2 separate regions of the Gossypium hirsutum genome follow, and region 1 is linked to region 2. The links are chromatin contacts, called in public Hi-C maps. All regions are on one chromosome and are shown on one strand. The core of a region is the stretch at or near the end of the contact, and the rest is flanking DNA. Distances in the headings are between cores, read along the strand shown.

What was found. A called contact is a pair of places that touch in the nucleus more often than the background predicts.
Region 1: a Hi-C map of leaf shows a contact between it and region 2, with 2.1 times the contacts expected there. The contact joins the promoter of LOC107948253 here to the promoter of LOC107948778 in region 2. A contact is called at or near these places in 6 of 34 Hi-C or Micro-C datasets (hypocotyl, leaf and petal).

Annotation. Positions count from the first base shown.
Region 1 is chrD04:34,424,348-34,430,935 of Gossypium_hirsutum_v2.1, forward strand. It overlaps LOC107948253 (B3 domain-containing protein At2g36080), which reads right to left and starts at 1,705. Exons shown (of 3, transcript XM_016882738.2): 1 at 673-1,705; 2 at 1-170. The coding sequence starts at 1,423. The coding sequence ends at 7.
Region 2 is chrD04:34,230,782-34,238,356 of Gossypium_hirsutum_v2.1, forward strand. LOC107948778 reads right to left here and starts at 6,085. Exons shown (of 4, transcript XM_016883421.2): 1 at 5,891-6,085; 2 at 4,935-5,492; 3 at 3,931-4,053; 4 at 1,806-3,687. The coding sequence starts at 5,423. The coding sequence ends at 2,284. It overlaps LOC107948779 (bifunctional nitrilase/nitrile hydratase NIT4B), which reads left to right. Exons shown (of 5, transcript XM_041091316.1): 3 at 6-179; 4 at 431-709; 5 at 821-1,171. The coding sequence ends at 969.

The sequences.
Region 1 (6,588 bases), core at 455-2,954, 190 kb after region 2:
GGAGAACTAATAAAATTGGTGGGCTGTTGGACCCTGGCTCGACACCATCGAGCTAGCAGGCGTGGATGGTGGAGACTCGTCTAGCTGGTGGCATTCTAGGTTCACTCCAAATAGCCGTACCAGCCTCTTTGGGTTCCCCGCTGCTGTAGCTTGGTTTTTAACAATGCTTCCTGCAATGGCAAATAAAAAACACTTCTATCTCTCAATATATGTAATATTAATCCATGAACTCCAAGTTGCTACCCAGAAATGTTAACTGAATAATTCCATCTACTTTTGTTCGCTTTTTTTGTTTTATTATTCCAATGACACAAAGGAAGAAGAATACTTGAAGCTATCATAAGAAAAGGTTTCTTAATGCTTACTAATTAAAGTGAAGGTAACAAAATCATTTGGAACACACACATAGATGGGGTTATGTAGATATTGGTACTCCTAATCCCCATAATAAATGGTCGTTCCGGAGTTAGTAGAATTTTAAAAGAACAAATTACAGAAACAGTCTTACACAACCACATTGCTCCCATGTAATTGGAAAGTGTCTTTCACGCACTTCCATGTGCCAATAATTCTCAATTTTATATTATTCCTAAAAAATTTTATAAATAAAACCCATTTCTTTGAAGAAGATAAATAGATAAGAGTTTTACAATGCGACAAATAAATATATACCAGCATGAAGACAGTCAGGTTGGTATGGCACATTAGCCTCAAGATCACCTTGAATGTGTCCAAGATGAGGATACCTTTGATACAATCCCCTATTACTCCACCCTCCATTTCCACCCCCACCACCACCGCTATCATTCTCCATCACGGCGTTTCCGCCATCAGTAGCTGCCGGTACAACCACCACTGCTGCACCGCGCCTCCTCCACCCTATAAACAATCTATCACCATCCGTGCGGTGTCTTTGGAATAAAATAATGTCACCAGCATCAAGTTGCTTCTCTTTGACGTATCTGCTCCATCCTTTTGTTAACACGTAGCTTTGGCTGCTGTTCCAATACGAGTAGCGGAAACGCCAACACTTGCCTGACTCGTCTTCGAAACTTAGCAACAACCCTTTATCACTGGAGTCACCGCCTAGCGGGAAGTATTTCTCGGCATGTTGTTTGGGGATAACAAGCCTGTTCAGCTTGCCAACATCGCTGGGGGTTAAGGGCTTTTCAAACATGGGTTCCGTTTCATGGCCTAGCTGGTGGTTTTCAGGGGGATTTGGTTTAGGGTTTAGGGTGTTGAGAGTGGAGGTTTGGTCGTCGAGTTCTTCGTCGTCGTCATGGTTAAGGTTGAAGTGGCGGGGAGCGTGGATGGAGGATAGGAACATGGAGGGGTAGAAGTGAGAGGTCCAGGGGGAGTTTTCAAGGGAAATTGAGGAAGGGTTGTGAAGCTTTGAAGAAGGGGGGGTTTGGGTTGGTTCCATAGAAGGAGTTTGTTTTGTCGTTGGATTGTTTTGTTTGAATTACTGGAAGTGGTTAATGGACATTTGAGAGACAAAAGAGCGAAGAAGAAAAGAGATGGGTGCTTTAGAGCAAGTGTGGAGAAAAAGAAAAGAGAGGAAGGTATGGAAGAGTGAGGTGAAAGAGGGCAGGCGTGATGATTATGAGTTTGATGTGGAAACTATTTAATGCAGCTACAAAGATAAAGATATGACAATGAAAGAGAGAGAGGGAGGAAGTGAGAGGAGAGAAGAACAGAGTAAGATTGAAGTGAAAGAGAGAGAAAAGAGGGTCGGGGTAACCGGGAATTCTTGAAGTACTTGACAGCCTCGAAACTATTTTAAGGTTTTTTTTCCTGGAAAAGAGGTAAAAAATATGTGTTCTTTAAGAACTGAATTATATTTTTATTTTTATTTAAAAAATAAATAAAATTGGTGTTTTTTTAAATGACATTGGTGTTTACTATTAAAAATTAGTTTTTGTTATTAGAATAAGATAAACATAATAGGTATAATTACCTGATTATTCTGTTATTCATATTTAAAGTATGATTTTTCGTTATTAAATTAATTACTCAATTTTTAACTTTAAAAATAAATAAAAAAATTTAATAAAAAAACATCTTTTTATAAAGAGAGTAAAATATAATTTAACTCTTAATATAAAAATTTTTATAATAATTTTACTGTGAAAAAAATAATGTAGTTTTGTGTGAGTAAAATATTTTTTACATATAAGTTTATTTTTGTCTCTAGATTTATGACTATTTCTTTAGTAATATCTTCCATTATATGCTTCTAACACTGTCAGTAAAAAGATTATATTTCCGATCAATCATTATACGTGCTTTGTGTAACGCAAAACTTTGGGGTTAAAATTTTAGTTCAAAATTGGGGAAGAGTAGGTATTGACTTCATACTTAATTTCTACGTGTAAATATTAATAGGAAAGTAAAGATAAAATACACACTAATTTTTTATTCAGATTCCGGAGTTACAATACTTGAGGGGGGAAATCTAAAAAGTGTATCATCATTGAATGAAAATAGAAAGGATAATGTTAAATCATAAACATTGCTGGGATTGGAGCAATTACAATTGATTTCCTTTCACTTTGCCTACAAAAAGAAAATTAGTTTCTGAAATTCACATTTCCAATATATCTTGTGATTGGGAGATATATATATTATAAAGTAAAAAATATTTGCCGAATTGGGCAGAACAAATGTATTCAGATGAACCTTGAGAAAGAAAAAAGAGGGTTTGTCGATTGAATTTTCTGCAATTTAGAAAACACCCCATGTTACTAAGCAAGTAACTGAAAAGAGGGTACTCAGTAGGCCCAATTCTGACGCAATATGGGTAATCAGGTTACCATCCAACGCCACGCCCAAACTGCAGGGTTTTTGGTAATCAGGGCCACATGTTTGATCCTCTTTCTTAATTTTTGCATCATTTCAAACAGTGAAAAATCTCATACTACATTGTAAAATCTGACAGAGATGAACAGGCTTGTTAGGTTTATATATTCAGTGAGAAAAGAAAAAAAAGAGAAGAAACAGTAAAATAAAACAGTGAAAAGAAGTTTTTGTTTTGTTAAAAGAACAAAAAAATACTGAAAGGATTAGGGGGATCTGACCTGAACGCCAGGAGTGGTCCATCTTCCCTAAGTTGTTTGTGGTATATTAGGTGAAAAGCTGGTTTTTTTTTTAAAATATAAAAAATTTTGAGCCTGCTATAATATTAATATGAAGAGAATGAGATTTGAGAGAACAGTATTTTCTTTTTCACGTGCATGAAAGCATTATTGATGTTTGGCCATTCCTAGTTTTAGAAAGCAGCAAGGAAACCATTGTGGGGGACTGAACGTTTTAAATAAATTATTTTTTAAAAAAACCCATGAATCCCTTCCCTTCAAAATGGAGAAAAGAGATGATAAATAGATGAGATAAGATTTTCCAATATCCAATTGGAACAACCCTTTCTCTCTCTTTTCAGCTAGGTTTATATTGCATCAGTACTCCAAGAAAACTTGGCTTAATCATAGGCTGATTATTCCCTCTCACTTCTCAGTGCAAGTTTTGTAATAATAATAATAATATGTTTGTGAAAGCATGTTATCTGGGCAACAACATGAGGGTTTTTGGAAGGAATCTCTCCCATGTCATTCGTTAAGTTTCACATGCTATAGAAACCAGAGTGGTGAACTGATAGGCCCTAATATTGTAATAAAAACAAAACTATATGATATGAGTCTTGAGAGTTTCTTCAGTTCCCAAGCAGAACCACCTGGATTTGTATGACCAATCTATTTAAGAGTTTCCATGTTCACAAAATGTCCAAGAATCTCTTTCTGTCATAAACTAATTAATTATTTCAAAGTATATTTATAAATATTGACACTTGGTTTGGGTGGTTGAATTTTACAAAGGCTAGCAACTTTTGTTGTGTTGTTATGACGAAACAAATATCTGATTAATTTATTGCACTGCATAGATGCTTCACTCGTACGAAAGGGCTATAATCAATGCACCATAATCTATTTTTATTTCATGACAAGTTGGCAAATGTTCTAGCTGACGATTTGATATTCAATTTATTTGTTCATACTAATTACATAATTAGTATCGTAAATTGTATAATATATATACACGCATGATACAAATTAATTAAAAATAGTGAAATCATGTTATGAGCAGGGGTGTTTTACGACCATATATATAGCATACATGGAGACACTTGAGTTGGTAGTGTAGTAAATAAAGTTGGTTATATATATATATACATTCCTTGGAGGTGTTGAAATATTTTCCAAAAATTTCATTTTCAGTAGTACAAAAGTGGCCGGGCGGGGACCATATTTGAATAGGCTATGGGGGAATAACATGGCTTAACACTAGTTGACATGGACCAGGCTTGGCAATGCATTATCACAGTATGGAGCCGATAAATTGGACTTTTGGAGTTTTCAATTTTTTTTTACACCTAACTTCCTTTCTTTATTATTATTATTATTATTATTATTATTATTATTAATTTCGACTTTCACCGGCCTTCCTGGATAAAACAAATCGTTTATGGTTTAGCTTGCCTCCTGCCTTTAAACCTTTTTTTTTCTTTAAAAATGAAATTACAAATTTAGTTTAATTACTTATAATCTTATGAATTTAAAATCAAATTTCAGTATCGGTAACTCTTATTATTATGATTATTTACGTGACTTTTAAGTTTGGAGGGATTGGAATGACATGAGATACTAAAATGTCTTCATTTTTGCACCTAAATTATATATATATATTCGTAGGAAAGATCCGGAACTCTTTGGAAAAGTTTTTATGGAAGTAAAAGAACGGGTGAAATGGAAGTAACAATCCTTAATTGGAACTCAAATACTTAATCTTGTGTACTTTAAACTTCTTTATTTTCAGTTGTGTCCTAAATAAGGGATGTTTGTCCGTGACTCGTGAGTTCACTTATCTCGGAAAATGACTCCATTTTCTAGAGCCTTTCTTCGTAGATAGAACTCGCATACATTTTTTTAATTTAAAATGTAGATTTATTAATAATTGTTCTATAAATAACTACATACAAATGTTTATGGCCCGAGCTGACTCGGGCTTAGTTTGATTTTTTTTTTAAATTAAGCATACTACATATTAATTATTATAATTAAATTTAAATAAAAATGTATTTAAAATTATTTAATTTAAATTAGAGCCGGACCAAATCAATTAAAGGATTAAAAATCTGTTCCAAGCCTAGGCTGAACTTAATCGACCAGACCGAGGGCCACGAACAGATATATTAAGTGTGTTGAATGAATTTATACCTACATTTTCCAGATGAATAGTTCTTCTCATGATCAGTTCAAACAGTGGTTTATAGATTCCTTAAAAGAAACAGCATTTTATAGATTAATAAAGTGTTGAATTCTTGATTTTCATGTTTAAAATTATAAATACTTTTAAACAAAATTAAGTTATATATATAATTAATAAATATTTTCATAATTGAAATGCCCCGAACCATTATTGAAACTTGACAATGGAAGGTTCATGAAGAATTATTATATAATACTAAAATAATCCTGTAAAAAGAAGTATTCATAATTGGAATACTCAGCAAATCATGAAACTGTATGTTGTGGATTCATTTCCTTCCACAAATTCATCAAAATTTGGCACATGTGATGACATATCTGACATACAAACAAATCTAATTTAGAAACAAAATACTATTATATAAAAATAATAATATTTTTTATATTAAAAAATCATGAATAAACTATAAATAATTGGATTTATAAATCTGAGTAAACAAACACCAAAATTCCAACTAAGTACCTCTCTATTTACAAAGGTTTTTTTAGAATCTGATTTTATAAATTTAAAAATTATGAAAATGACTCAACTTTGGGATTAATTATGTAAATGACCTAATTTCTACCGTAGAGTTGGGTGCCGCCACTTTCTCAAGCACCACCACCCTAAAAATCCCCCCCTAAAGAAAAGATTTTTTTTGGTACCACCTAACAAATTGGTGGCATCGGACGGAAGCGTGTAGGGGCAAAACTTACAGGTTTTTGAACATTTTCAAGCCAATATGTCTCAAAAAATTTTCTACAATTTATCTAAATTCAAATATGCTAGGGAATGAATTAAAAATGTTTAAATTTAAATAAACTTGGGGAATTGTTTTGAGGGACATATTGATAATTTAAATAAGAATTTTGTATATATTTTTTTAAATTTTTTGTTTTTAAAGAAATAAAAATAAATGAGAAGGTTTTATTTTTGTTTTTTTATATCTTTCAATTTCAAAAGAGGACAAACCTATCATGTAAATAGATCAAATGTTTAATTAGGTACTATCATACTCTTATGGGGCACTTTTTTTAGCCAATCTAAGAAGGATAATTATTTTATTAAGCTCTTGAACGTTTTACCCCTGTATACTTCAACTCGGAGTCGCCAATTTATTAAGTGGCACAAAAAAGATTTTAATTTTTAAAATTTTTAAGGTGATACTGCTTGGAAAAGTGATGATACCAAATTCTACTATAAGAATTAAATCATTTCCATAATTAATTTTAAAATTGAGTTATTTTATAAATTTTTTTTAAATTTATATGATTATAAGCCACCTACAAG
Region 2 (7,575 bases), core at 4,835-7,334:
TGTAGGACGGTATCTCGGAAAACATCGGAAGCTAATGCGAAGTGCATCGGAATGTGTAGTATGGTGTTCTGGAGAGAAATCATCATTGCCATTATATCGGACAGCCATTGGGAAAGTTGGTGGCCTCCTTTATTTGGACAATAGGATCCCATCTTTGAGAACTGAATTGTATGCTAAAGGTAGAATTTATTGTTTGTTGCCAGTTGAGGAATCCTTGATAAATTATGTTTTGTTCATGGCTTTCTACTAGATTCACCCTGCAAATCCAATATAGACAAACAGCATTTCTTTGTGCACATCGTTGAACAATGATCTAGGCATTGCTGTTATTGGATATTTCTTTCTCTGACTAGAGCTTGCCATTTTTCCATTACAAACATCAAAATCTTTTCTTTTTCCTTTTTTTAAATTTAGTCCACCGTATTCACAGGTATTCAAATGTATTGTGCACCAACTGCTGATGCCAGGGAAGAATGGCGAGCATCCATGATTCACATTGCCATAGAGGGCAGGTGCTTTGTTTTATCTGCCAACCAGTTCTGTCGCAGGAAAGACTACTCTCTGCCACTCAAATGCATAGACGGAGATTCAAACAGTGACCTACTGGACACAATAGTATGCAGTGGGGGCAGTGTTATTGTTTCACCCTCAGGGACCATTTTGGCAGGACCTAATTACCAAGGAGAGTCCCTTATATCAGCTGATCTAGGTAAGGTTCCTATTAATATTTATCTCCATGACCGGATAACATTTTTCAACATTGATCATCTATGAAGATACTTTAACCTCACTTAGTAGACACATTCTCTTACTCTTCTAGATCTTGAAGAGATAACTCGAGCAAAGCTAGAATTTGGTGAAGTAGGGCTTGGTATGGGACCAGATTCTGTTGGTTGGTCTGCAAACAAACCCAACCTTGTTCTTTATCAAACTGCTGTGAAGACAGAAGCTTTCGTTGATTTGTCTTAGATCTAGAACTGAGTTCATATCTTTCTAACAGCAAAATAGTTAGTTTAGACTTTCATAATTGCTGATCTTAAAAGGATCTTCTGAAAAATGCAGTGGATAGTTCATTGTCAGCCTCCCATGTTACAAAACACCAAGGTAAGTTATCAACATTCTGTATGCTTTTGTATAGTTCGATAAATGCATGGAATGAAGTTTTTATTTACTGAAATATAAAGTGGTAGCCATAAATGCCGTCAATGGTCATTGAAATGAGACCTATCCATTCAATCCTTTTGTGAAAATTGAACGTCGATAATGACAATAAATTACAAAGAAAGAGAGAAAGTAGAACACACAGGAAAACCATGTGCAGAGCATAAGAAAATTCACTACATCGAATTCGAATGATACAAGAGGAGTATAGAATATGTCTATTAGAAGTAATGCAGTAAGCTTAAAACACCTTATTCTAATCAAATACCAAAAAGAGGAAGTAAACTTTTATATGGATTTCACTTGTGTAGCTTGTACCGTACCGTTGGGGTTTTTGGCCCCCGCACCTTCGGTTGTGACCCCAGTCCAATATTTTATTTATTGGGGATCTGCGATGAGCTGCGACCTTCAACCCTCACCCTTTGCCCTTGCAGAATCCCCTATCTTGCCACTTGTATTTTATTTTAACAGGAATTTAAGTCATACAACTCTATCACTTTTTATTGCCATTTCTGTTTTCCTCTCGATTTGTGAGTGTAAAAAATGTGTGCCGATGAGACTTCCTCTATTGATCCTAAGTATGATCCCAACAGAATCTCTTTTACCTTTTCTTTTTTCTGCATAACTCGCTAAAAGGTCTGTAATTCATACAGAGATCCCTGGTCTCCATTGCCTCATTATTCAAATACTTCAAAATTACAAGGGCGGTATAGAAGAAGATTTTGAACACTTAAAGCATTTTTTACATTTCAATTATACCGCAAGACTTTGCACAAGATAAAACTGGTTCAATTAGCATAGATTCCTTTTAAGTAAAAAGGAACCAAAAAAAAAAAAAAAAGGCTCTACAAAAGATGCTGGATCATATCAATGGTCCAATTACTGGTACATAACATGTTGACCAGCGATCATTGCAATTTGAGCACCTCTAGAGGAATCATCACACAAAGCAGTAACCAACGAAAAAAAGAAACTCGTTTCTATCCAAATCCTGAATCTTCTTGCTGTCAAATCTAACAAGCTCGATCTGGAACTACTTCCACTTGCCCAGAGTTCACTTTTGCAAGGTCAGAAGGGAACTAGAGAATGGTGAACAAAGCATATACTCAACAAAATTGTATTTCACCATCTTGATTTCCTAGCATTATTGGCTTCACTCCTGCATTCTGCCAACCTCGACTTCGGAACACTACCAGGCACCAAAGGTGGCCTCTCTTGAGCTACATTGTTGATATCTCTTGAAGAACATGTTGGACTAGCATAAACCCTACCTGCCCTTGTACCAGATAAAAGGTGTTCCCTAAGACCCTTTACAGCTTTATATCCATGCATTTCATCTCCATAACCTTTTGTTTCTACTTGCTTCTCCAGTTCAGTAAATCTACTCCACTCTAAATCATTATCAACAGAATCTTGATGCCTGTCCTTCTGCATGCCCCAATCAACTCCGTCTGACATGCTCCTCTGTAGAGAAGTACTCCTCCTTGGTAATTTGCTAGAGGCAGATTTTCTACCTGTGATGTCTTCATTTATTTGAGGTTCTCTTGAATCACGAGCAGCATTAGAAGCATACGCCAACTTGTAGATTTTGTTGTTGTTGCTGCTGTTGTTGTCCATATTTAATTCTAGGAGATCACTTTCAGCCGAGTCTTCTTCACATTCAATTGCATCTTCAACTTCTCCATCCTCCTCATTTTCCTCACTAGGATGGGAACCAAAATGGACTCTGTTTAAATAGGCAGCAATCTCCTCACTGTTAGGTTCATTTAGAGAACAGTGCCCTTTCTCTTTCTCTCTTTTTGTACCTAGAAAAGTTTCGAGTTGGTTCCGCAGTTTGTCGACAGCTGCATTCTTCTCCTCAAGATGATATTTAGCTTCAGAGAGCTTCATCTGAACTCTCTGTTCACGCAACACATCGGCTAACTGCAACATCTCCCTTTCTTTTTCAACCTCTTGAAGAACCTTGGCAGACTCTCTCTTCAGCTCTTCCCTTTCAGCTTTATCTTCACTGATATCCCTGGCTAGTTCATCACATACTTGCTCAATTACAACCCTTGCCCTTTTTTCGCTCTCAAGTTCTTTCACTGATTTCAGAAGAGATGTCTTAGTCTCAGCTAGTTCTTTCCCAAGCTTCTTGTTTAAGCTTTCAAAACGTCTCCTCAACTTTCTCTCCACCTCAAGTTCACCTGCAATAGACTCAATAGCAGCCTCGACAACTTTCTGCTCCTTGTTTTTCCATGCTACCTTTTCTTCAGCAAAACACTTCATTAAATAGTTGATATCATGCTGGTCAGAGCGCTGCTCTTGGATAAGCTGATTGACTTGAAGACGAGCTCTCTCTAACTCAGCATGTAAAGCTGAAATAAGGGACATACTTGACGAGGGACGATCTTCATGACCCCACATGCGGTTGATAATTTTTAATAGTTCTTTAGATGTTGTCAAGGCATTACTAACATCCTTCAAACGAGTCTTAACACCAACAGTTGATCCCTTGGGAGTCTGGGCATGAGATCTAGTTTCAATCTGCATTACCAAATAAAGATCGTTAATCTCCTTTGCACTCACCATAATCTCAACTACCCTACACCTTAGCAAACTCTGAAATGACGGTGAGCTAAAGAAGATTAAAATACATAAACATTCATAAAAATATTCAAAATAAAATAGAATAGTTTCTCTTCTACCTTGTATTCTGTACTTAAAAACTATATATGAAATGGTGAGAAAGAAGGCAATTGCATCCTTTCCAAAATCCAAGAGGAATACCTCCATTAAACTGGCATTGCTAACCGAATCCAACACCCCAACATTATTGTCAGTATGCCTAAGCTTGTGGGAAACAGATGACGCTCTTCTCTGGCGACAACCAGTTCCAGATCGATCCGTTCTCTGAAGAGGAACCAATATAACACCAGAATCATTTATCCAAGCAAAAAGATATACTGTGCAAAATCAATAGGTTAGGTTATCATTACACTGAAAAAAGAATAGTAGTAGATTTTGGCTGCATGTATTTGAGGCTTAGTAGTCGGAAACAGTATCAATTACAGACGAGTGAGATTTGGAGTGGAAAACATCACGCTACTAAATTTGAGTACTTGGCATTCGAAGAGATAAAATCATCAAGCTACTAAATTTGAGCACATTTGGCAACTAAGCAAAAAACCAGTAAGTCTTAAATCACAAACTTCTGCTGAAGTGCTAAGCACCATTTTCTTATTGAGAAATGTATCATTTAAAAGTGAAATTTAAGTCTGGTTTGATGCAGCACTGCAATTAACCCTACAATATTTCATAGAAACTCGGTGTTTTGATGAGGATGGGGTTACATCCTAAAACACTTTTAGTATTACAGCTTTCTGATAAAAATGTACTTTCACCAAAAGCAGAATCTTACGTGCTTCTTTAAGAAGGAGATCCAAGTGATAATTCAGGGTCTTTAAAAGCTAAAAGCAAAAACTACAACCACAACACTCGACTCAAAAGTCACAAAATTCAATAGATTAGTTATCAACTGGTCAAATCTTGAATACACAACATAAACCAAACCTACCCCAACTATTTGCTCATTCCTTGAAAACAAATAAAAGAACAAAAGAACCATAATATTCCAAAAAAAAAATCCCTTGAGAGCGATCACTTTCCTGATAATGACCCTTTTTTCCTAAAATTTCCATTCCTATGGTGAAGACAAATAACATGCAATTTTTTAAAATATATTTATTTTTTTCTAAAAAGAAATTAAAAGGGAAAGGGAAAAAACAACCGACCTCAGAAACAGGGCTGTGAGAAGGATCAGACAAGTGAGGAGGCAAAGAACCCGAATGAACCGACCTAGCAGCAGCTCCCTTTTCTCTCCCTTCTTTCATTCTCCTCCTCTCCTCATTTCCTTCCTTTCTTCTAGGCGACGGTATCTCATTCATTTCCCACAGAGTCGCCGCCAGCTTCCTGGCCGAAACCGGCTGCTGTTGCTGCTGCTGCCCCTTCAATTTACTCCCACTTTGTGATCCTGAATACCTAGGAGACTCCATAGCTCGTAGCATTGACGCCATTGAAGGCGATCTCATCATCAGCTTCCATGTAGGCACGGGGGTACTGGATCCACCCCTTTTGCTGCCCACTAGAATCGCCCTCTTGAATCTGTAGTTTTGCATAATTGATGATGACGACGAAGCTGAAGATGAACACCCTCGTTTCCTGATTTTGCCGGGGAGTAAATTTTCTATGTCAATCTCGCCCAAGTTTTGCCTTGACATCATATTTTTTCTTTCAATCAATTCCGCCCCTTCCTTTTTATTGCTTAAATTTGCTTCTCAGATCTTACAAATCTATAAACAAGACAATGAATGAAGATTAAACCCATTATTAATCGTCAAAAAAAATGAAAACAAAATCAAACTTTTTCCTAAAATTGCCACTTTTTCTTTTATTTTCTACGAGTAGTAGTATGCTTAGATCTTATTAGCATATCTTTCGGGGGATGAAAAAAATGAGTAAAGTAAAAACTACAGAATAAACTAAACCTATGAAAAAGACAGATTTGAGTTAAACGTTGTCGGTTTACAGTTCAGATTTCAGACAACAGAAAAAACTAAAATTGTAGGAAATTGAGGGATAGAACAATAGATTTTATTTCTTTTATTGCATTGGAAAAGAAGGAAAATCAGTTGACAAGGAGAAAATTTCATTGTTCTTTTCTTTTTAATATTTTTTTTCACGAACTTACCGTTAACTTTAGGTTCATCGCTTGTGTTAGTCGTACCAAGGAGTGTTCGGAAGGCAAGAAAACAAGAGGGAAAGTTGGAGTTTTCAGATTCAGAAGCAAACCCTAGAAAAAGATAAGAGAGAACTTTCTTTTGATGGCTTCTCGAAGCACTAGGAAGAAAAGAAATGTAAGTATTTTCACTCTGATCATATACAGACTGTGACTTTACATAAAAAGAGAAGAATATGAGATGTTGTATGGTCAAATTATTGAAAACTTACGTGTCTTACTATGATTGGAAATTAGAGGTTTTTTTATTTGACTTTTGGTCAATGGTGGGAGTAGAAGCCGAACCCATCAGCCGAGCCGCAATTTGAAATACGCGGAAATATTAGCGAAAATTTTGGATTTGGCTTTTTGGTTGGGACCCTTTAGTTTCGCTTTAGGACATGGAAATTTTCGGAACAAGAGAAATATGTTGTTCCTTTTTCTTTTTTAAGAAATATGATTTAAACAATAAATAATAGTTTTTTTTCATAAATGATGTTATATGAAAGGGTTCATCTCTCCTAAACTTTCTGTCAAATGTTTACTATCATTTAATTTATACGGTCACTTGACAATAATGAATAAATGAATGTCACATATTCTCTTAAATTTTGAATATAATTTTTTAAATTCAATTTTAATGAAAAATCTTATAATTTTTAAAGTTTTTTTAATTGTTTATTGCTTAAAATCATATTCAAAATCCAAAATCCTTATATAACTACATGTCACATTCATTTATTCATGGTCCCAAAATTAGCATGTAAATTGAACAATATTAAAGCTTTGAGGTACATTGATATATGGTAGAATAATATAAGTATCAAATTAAATATTTTCTTCATATAGATACCACATTACATTACACATTAAACGAAAGTTTAAACTCAATAGTAATATTATCCCTATATGAAAGTATTTAAATATCAAAATGTTGATACTAAACAATTTTAACCACAAGGATGAAGTACAAAAACTTGGGAGATTTATGTTCAAATTTTATTATATGTGTGATTTTGATTTATATTTAATTTTATTAGTTAATTTGAGTTGAATTAATTGTTCATTTGTTGATTTTTTATATTATATTGATTGATTTTGATAAACTTTTGAAAAAAATGAGATTGAATTTAGACCAAAACAAAATCTTTTCTTTTTAGATTGAAGTTTACAGTTTTTTTTCCACTTTTTTCTCCTATTTAATACTTGAAAAAAAAAGACTCTTGTTAATAGGAGCTTATAATCACTAAGTAAGAAAATTTCAAAATATTTTTTTATATAATGCTTAAAATTATTCATAATTTCTCGTCAACTTAAATAGAAGGATCAAATGCGTATAAGTATGCTCAAACTCACGTATTCTAATATTAAAAAAAAGAATATAAATAACAAAAAAATAATGTGGTAACTACTGTTTTTTTTTCTTAACTACAACAATAACAAGTAGTAACAAAAAAAACTAAAAAGAATTGGTATTTCATTCAATGCTACTTATTATGCTAATCCGAGATTGATTAATTAAAGACCTTATATATATAAATGAGTTAAATCGGTAAGATTTACTACTCCACTGACCCACCTAAATATATGTACAAATATGTTGTTTAAAAGAGGAAAAGAGAATGAGAAGATTGGTTGTCTATAATATTAAACAGCTT